2 separate regions of the Mus musculus genome follow, and region 1 is linked to region 2. A link is a contact called in public Hi-C data. All regions are on one chromosome and are shown on one strand. Each heading gives the region's core, a stretch centred on a gene start, on an enhancer-like site or on the middle of the called end of the contact. The rest is flanking DNA. Distances are from core to core; before and after follow the strand shown.

Region 1 (3,825 bases), core at 341-2,840, 210 kb after region 2:
GCCTGATCTACAGAGTGAGTTCCAAAACAGCCAGACCTACTGTACTGGCTAGTTTTGTGTCAACTTGACACAGCTGGAGTTATCACAGAAAAAGGAGCTTCAGTTGAGGAAATGCCTCCATGAGATCCAACTGTAAGGCATTTTCTCAATTAATGATCAAGGGGGGAAAGCCCCTTGAGGGTGGGACCATCTCTGGGTTGGTAATCTTGGTTCTATAAGAGAGCAGGCTGAGCAAGCCAGGGGAGGCAAGCCAGTAAAGAACATCCCTCCATGGCTTCTGCATCAGCTCCTGCTTTCTGACCTGCTTGAGTTCCAGTCCTGACTTCCCTTGGTGATGAACAGCAGTATGAAAGTATAAGCCGAATGAACCCTTTCCGCCCCATCTTGTTTCTTGGTCATGATGTTTGTGCAGGAATAGAAACCCTGACTAAGACACCTACACAGAGAAACCTTGCCTCCAAATATAAAAAAAAAAAAAAATAGAAAAAGAGAAAGAAAGAAAGGGAGGAAGGGAGGAGGGAGGGAGGGAGGGAGAGAGAGAGAAGAAAAGAAAAGAAAAGAAAAGAAAAGAAAAAAAGAAAGAAAAGAAAAGAGAGAGAGAGAGAGAAAGAAAGAAAGAAAGAAAGAAAGAAAGAAAGAAAGAAAGAAAGAAAGCAAGCAAGCAAGCAAGCAAGCAGAAGGATGGAAGGAAAGAAGGAAGGAAGGGAGGGAAAGGGAAGGAAGGAAGGAAGGAAGGAAAGAAGGAAGGAAAGAGAAGGAAAGAAAGAAGGGAAAGGGAAGGAAGGAAAAAGAGAAGGAAAGAAAGGGGAGAAAGAAAGAGAAGAAAGAAAGGAAAAAAGAAAAATACTTGATGACAAAAAGTTGGGTTGGTATGAAATGCGGGGGTGGGGTGGATCTGTGAGAAGTTGGGAGAGGAAGAATATGATCAAGATACAATGGTTACTCTTAACCATTTAATATGTTCGCAAACATATGTGCATAGGATTACCTTTGATCTTTTTGTTTACTGTTTCAGTAGCAAAAATTTCTTTTACTTTTTGGCATAAGAGCGCTTCATCTATTTCAGCATTGACTTTCGTCAGAATGTTTTTTGGCTGTGTAAACCACTCTTCCAACAGTGGCCAGTTGTCCAAGAAGCCAACAATTCTGCGAAATAAAGACATTATATGACTATGTGGTACTCATTTAAGTGTTTGTGTAAAAAGACATTAAACATGATATCTAGTAGATTGACAGTTCATAATGAAGAAGTAGCCTGGCCATGGAATTCAGTCCCCAAAATTAACTTTTATGGAATCTATATGTGATGGAAAAATACTAAATTTAAAGAACTTGTCTGATGGCATCAAGGTTTAAGCTTTAGAATTTTAGAAGTATGGATGGAAAGGTTTGAAAATGCTAAGCATTTGGCAAACATCTGGCTTTTGTTCAAATCTCTGTTTGAAAATGAAAGAAAATATCATTCACAGTAATGGCTGACTTCATTTAATGGCTCTTTCAGTGATGCCATAGCCCCAACACTCAGGTCATACTTTTTATTTCCCTTATAGATACAAAGTGAAGAGGTCTTTAGGTAAGGAGAGAAGGCACAGGCTAGTTAGCTTTGTAAAAAGTTATTCTTGAATCATTGTCTCCCTCCCCCACCCTTAGAGCATAGACAGCTTCCTATAGCTCAAATTATACTTCCTGCTCATTTATTTTTAGATATCTCGAGTTTCATGAAATTGCCTAATTTTGTCTAAATTTTCTTTTCCAAAGAAAAGTTACACACAATTCAGAGAAATCCAGGTAACTTCATTTTGGTAAACTCGAAAAGCTACTATAAACTTTTTCAGTTTTGACTTTCAGTTCTTTGAAATTCTGTGATCTTTCACTGGTAGTAGTGTTTGCTGAATTCTACAGATATAACTTAAAAGCATTTTCTTTTTCACATTTTTTCTTCTTTTACTTTCTTGGCCTTTTTTTGTCAGGTAATTTTATTAATCATGTTAATGCTAAAGTTTGAACCAATGACAGATAAAATGATTGTATGTCTCAAGGTTGAAGTTAATCATGCCTAAAATCGTAGCCATCAAACCTGAAACTGTTTCACCTACACTAATGCATTTATATACTTTTCATTCTTTTCTTCTCTTTTTAGACACACACACAAAATACATTGTTACAATGTATTTCAATACATTATATGTTGCATAATAGGGTAAGAAAAGGGAGTCGCATAAACATGATTCACTGTCTTAAAAGCAAGCTGTTGATGAGTTGGTATTTGAGAGATACATTAGCAGGAGTGTCAACCTGACCCAGTGTACAAGCCATTTTTAAGGCACTGAACATTGTAAAGATAACCTGATTTTTAAAATTATTTCATTTTTGTGCTAAAGATTTTTAAAAGATATTTTTTGCTTAAAAGCATTTTCTGATTGGCTTGTTTCCCCAGACTCTGACAACTGTGGCTGCAAATATAAACGTTTTTCACATACTATTTCACTCAATGCAGAAACATAGTTTTGATTTAACCTGTAGAAGATTCTGTGGTAGGGGATGAATCTCCTTTCTTTTTTGTAGATTCTTATCATTTGAAAGTCACCAATTGTCACCTCTTTGAAGGGCAACAAATAGGAAGTGCACAAAGCAGAAAACATACCTGTGCTGTATGTGGTCTCTTAAGTTCCGGTCCTCGCTCTTATTATCTTGGCTTGTACCAGTTCCAGGACGGCCAACATTTTCATGAGAAATTTCATGTGAGATTTCTTTAGCTATGGTACAAAAATTACTTAATTAGACAATCAACCAAACCAATCAAAGTTGCTACTTACTGACAAAACATACTTGTGCAAGATTCCAGGTAGAAATAGCCATATTTTGGTTTACAAATGTTTCAGTGTTTATATTAACATATATAATATATGCAAATATATTTAAATAGAATATATTTTGATTATGTTCTTTTCATTCTCCACCTCCTCACAGATTCTCTACCACCTCTCTACCTATACAATTTCTTCTTCTTTCTCAAAAAATAAAATAAAATAAACAAAAACATTGGTCAAAACAAACATGCAATAAGACAAAAACTCCCAAAACAAAATGGAAAGGATGACACATGCACAAAAGTACACACACACACACACACACACACACACACCCTTAAAATCTTTGTGCTTCCTCTTCCACATAGATCCCCGAGCCTTTATGGGAGCTGATTGGCTGATTGGTGAAGGTATACATTTAGGAAGGAGAGGTTCAAAGCCTCTATTTCTCTGTGCATTGTCCAGCTGTGAGTCTCTTTGTTGACTTCCATCTATTTTAAGGAGCAGCTTGTTTTATAAGGATTGAGTGATGCCTTGATCTACGGGTATAGGAATATGTCATTAAGGGTAATTCTATTGCTATATTCCTTTAGAAGCCTTAGTAGTAGGTTTTCCTCTAATTCTGTTCCCCTACTTAGTCTTTGATTCTTGACTATTTAAGAAGTGTCAGGTATGGGTTTCATCTCATGGAGTGGAATTTAAATTCAACTTGTAGAAAGTGGTTGGTTACTCCCATAATGTTTGTGTACTATTACACCAATATATATTATAGATGGGTCTTTGTAGGTCATAGGGTCTGGTGCTGGGTGTTTCTGATGTTTACTTCTCTCCTTTGGCATTGTGCAAAGTCTCTCCAAGAACCATGACTGATAGTCACTAGGGCATGAGTCTTCTAGTTGGGCAACAACTCTATTTTCTCATGTGTATATAAGTGATATTTTCAGCAAGGATGACTTTACTCTCAGTTTATTGATGGTAACTAATATTCTTGGCAATACCATATGATATTTGGGGT
Region 2 (3,768 bases), core at 990-3,489:
CATAGTGTTGCTGCATCTGTTCCTTATACAATTTATATTGCATCCTAACATTTTTGCATAATTGAAAAATTATATATGTTTCAAATACTATATATATTAAGGGCTGTCCTGGAGGTCCGAGCTTTTACCATTTTGCTGAGACATTAGACACACCTTCATCTTCAGGACCCCTGCTATCTCTAAGTGCCATGAAGTCATTAACATTAACTGGGAGGACATTCCTTGGAGGACCCTGAAAATATGTACAACATATACAAACAAGCCTTATGCTCTTGGCAGTCACAGACACTTGTGGAGGCCCAAGTATATTGGCCGTGTCCCAGGGGCAGGAGCCATGTCATTCTGTCTTCACCCAAGGCCATGGGGACCCACAGAGGGAGGGAGAAGGAAGGAAGGAGGGAGGGAGGAAGGAGAGAGGAGGGAGGGAAGAAGGAGGGAGGGAGGAGGGAAGAGGGAGGGATAATTCAGTTTGCAGCCACCAGGTAGTACTAAGACAACCCAATGGAGTGGAGAAGTGCAGGTGGGGCCTTATTGAATCTTTATTCCCTACAGGTAAGCCTAAACAGAACCTTTAAGAAGAAAGGAAGAAAGGAAGGAAGAAAGGAAGGAAGGAAGGAAGGAAGGAAGGAAGGAAGGAAGGAAGATTAATGCAGAATAGACTTGATAAACTTGTGTGTGAAGTTTGGAGAAGGAAGACTAATAAGAATCATGAACTTTAAATAAAAGAAAAAAATCTGAGGTTATAGGAAAGGACACATGTTTGCTTTCTTGAGCAGGAAAATAGTAAAGATAAAAGGAAGACACATTTGTCTCTGTCTCTTTTATCTATCTATCTATCTATCTATCTATCTATCTATCTATCTATCTATCTATCTATCTATTATCCATTCATCTATTCATTTGTCCATCTATCTTTCTGTATGTTTAAAAAATTCCTTATGACACATATCATTCTTTTCTCTTTTCACGTGATAGTCAAAATAAATTTATCTTTATTGTAAAAAAAAAAAAAAAAGAAAGAAAGAAAAGAAAACAAGAAAAAGACATGCTCTCAGAAGCAGATCCCTGCAATTGCAACTTTCCACATCTCATCCGACAAGAACGCTGGAAATCCTGGCTGAGAACTCTGTCAGGGGCAGCAGCCAACTGTACAAAAGAGCGATGGAGTGAGCAAGCCAGCTTGGCCCCAGTGCACCAGTCTCCTTTGTGGCTGGCTACTCCACTCAGCCTCTGTTCCAGATCTCCCAGTCACTGCCTTCTGCTGCTCTGTGGATATCCCCTTCACTTGCCATTGTGTGTGTAGCTGGGCGAGGGTAGGGAGAGGTAGAGGCAATCAACAGCTTTGTAACCCTAGTCTTCCCTTCCCCTCAAACTCCCAGTTCAGTCACTTGCCATTTTAAATGAATTCATCACTGTCCAAAGGGTCCAGCTGTCATATTGGATGCACCAGGCTCCACTTGGTCGCACACCTTATCTTCTGTACCTTCTCTTCAATTCACCCACAGGGTTCTCTACATCACTGTTCTTTCCTTTTTGTAAGCACTGTAGTCCACCTTCATCCCTTAGTCTCATCCTAAGCTCCTTTGAATTGGAAGTCAGTTACCTGGCTGGTTTTATACTTTCCCCATCTCTCCTTCCAACACTTCCTTTCAGTCTCCACCAGCCTTCCATGGTTTGGTTCAGCAGTTCAGACCACTTGCTGCCCTTCCAGAAGACCCTAGGTCAGATCTCAACACTCATGTCAGGCAGCTCAAACCTACCCACAACCAGATTCAGAGCGTCCAGCTCTCTCCTGTCCTCCTTGTGTACCCTTACACATGTGACATACATGTCCATGGACACATACAAAGGGAATGAAAATAAAGATTGGTCCACTTATGTTATTTACTCTTCTGCTTTGTCCAAAGCATGTGGTACAGCAATCGTCTAAAATATATGGTGCTCTGCCTTGTCAGAGTCTCATAGCTCTAGCCTTGATAACTTTTACCTTCTATTATGAGTAAAATGTAGGCATTGTGACACCTCAGAAAGTCCGTGTGCTGGGCTGTGATATCTGCGTCCTTGGATAGCTCGGTCATGGAACTAGAGGGGGATTCCAGGCCATCTGTGTCCTCCGTTGCCCCACACCTAGCAAACTGGTTAGAGGTAATGAATCTCTCAGACATCCATAGAAGACATGGACAGAACTGTGCCTCTGATGAGAGAACTGTACATATGCTGAGCCAACACATGGTGGTGCTGTGGTCACATGCGTCAGAAAGGACTCCTTTGTAGGCCAAGTCCAACCTGACATATGTTGTGCTCAAAGGGTCTTTTGGATTCAGAAACACTTTAGTGTGGGGTGTGATGTCAGTGACATCATGATATTGTATCCAGAGGCTGCATGTGCCATTGAAACCTCAGATCTCTTGAGTGTGTATTTCTTTATCAGAAATAGGACTCTATCCTGCCTTTCTTTCAAACCCCAGGTCCTGAAAACTTTTTTTGTCCTGTTCTGCTTTAATATTAGGCCTCAGAATTCAAATTAAGAGCGTGGTTCTTTCAGGTACCCCTCTTTCCTCCTGGCCTGAGATGGTACATTGAAAAGAGGACATAACGTAGTAAATATTGGTTGTTTGTCGATGAGTTGAGGGACCAAATTATGGAGAAGGATGGTTAATATGGGCATTTCAAACACCATGCTTGGCTATAATTTCCCCCCTGAATTTATCAAGTCATATTCAGAGATATCAGCTTACATCATCCCTGGTAGAATTGGCCTCAGAAGGCAGAAGTAGGCAGAGTCCCAATTCCCAGTATCTGCTCTTCCCAAACTCTGTTTTTATTTTGCATAAGAAAGTGCCAGAAAAATTCACTTACATGCTGATACACATGGTGGAAGAGAAAGAGTTCTGCTAAGACTCAAAAGTCCAATGTCTGCTGTTTGAGGCCACTTGCAGGAAAGTTATTTTACCAATCTATACTTTGGTTCCTGTTCCTAATGTGCACCCACCTTTCATGCATCAATAGCACTTTTGAGTAGGATCTCTGAGATAAAAATTAAAGTTAAAGGAAGTCTACAGGTGGGATCTCCATATTGACTATAGTATGGCTTGACAAAAGAGCAAAGGGTCCTGGAGCTAGCATGCTCCTGCTGTGGTATGTGATGCCTGCTGTGTCCCTCATCAGATGCTGAGCAGATCCTGGTGCTGTGTGTTCTCTGGTCCATATTGTCATAAGCAGTGAATAGTGGAGACTTTGGGGGGTAAGCTCATATTCACCATGAATAGGTTTAAAGGACTCCTTTGTAGGCCAAGTCCAACCTGACATATGTTGTGCTCAAAGGGTCTTTTGGATTCAGAAACACTTTAGTGTGGGGTGTGATGTCAGTGACATCATGATATTGTCAGAAATCAGGTCTCTAGGATTTTGGTCTTGGGCTTTTTCCACTGAAGTAAGAGCTGTGCGAACTAAGTCTGGACTGCCCAGGTTACCTTCTTCTATATCTGAATATTTATTACACAAACAAAAACAAATGGAGAAAGGTGTGAGTGTGTGTGTGTGTGTGTGTGTGTGTGTGTGTGTGTGTGAGAGAGAGAGAGAGAGAGAGAGAGAGAGAGAGAGAGATGGAGACAGAGACAGAGACAGAGAGGGGGAGAGAATTGGTTTATCAATTTTCTTATAAACCTTGTTAGGTATTGAGGCTATTAACCTCCTAAAGGGAATATATGAGTTACTGCTAAGCATCAGTAGCATTCATATTGAGAAACACAATGAAAACAAAAGCAA

The links. Hi-C and Micro-C count contacts between places; a contact is called where the count stands out from the background.
Region 1: a Hi-C map of Th2 cells shows a contact between it and region 2, with 5 times the contacts expected there. The contact joins two enhancer-like sites. A contact is called at or near these places in 2 of 15 datasets of contacts at CTCF or cohesin (large pre-B cells and pro-B cells), 2 of 484 Hi-C or Micro-C datasets (Th1 cells and Th2 cells) and 2 of 115 datasets of contacts at active chromatin or transcription factors (Th17 cells and large pre-B cells).

Annotation. Positions count from the first base shown.
Region 1 is chr15:9,666,146-9,669,970 of GRCm38.p6, forward strand. It overlaps Spef2 (sperm flagellar 2), which reads right to left. Exons shown (of 37, transcript NM_001305042.1): 17 at 2,645-2,756; 18 at 989-1,146. Among named protein-coding and RNA genes, the nearest start is that of Spef2, 81 kb to the right of the region's middle. Within about 2 kb of position 1,591, at least 7 of the 459 cell types and tissues checked have an H3K27ac peak or open chromatin away from gene starts, as enhancers often do. A contact at or near this core is called in Th17 cells and Th2 cells, where this site is marked.
Region 2 is chr15:9,453,207-9,456,974 of GRCm38.p6, forward strand. The region is part of intron 1 of Capsl (calcyphosine-like); the gene reads left to right. Among named protein-coding and RNA genes, the nearest start is that of Capsl, 19 kb to the left of the region's middle. Within about 2 kb of position 2,240, at least 86 of the 459 cell types and tissues checked have an H3K27ac peak or open chromatin away from gene starts, as enhancers often do. A contact at or near this core is called in Th17 cells and Th2 cells, where this site is marked.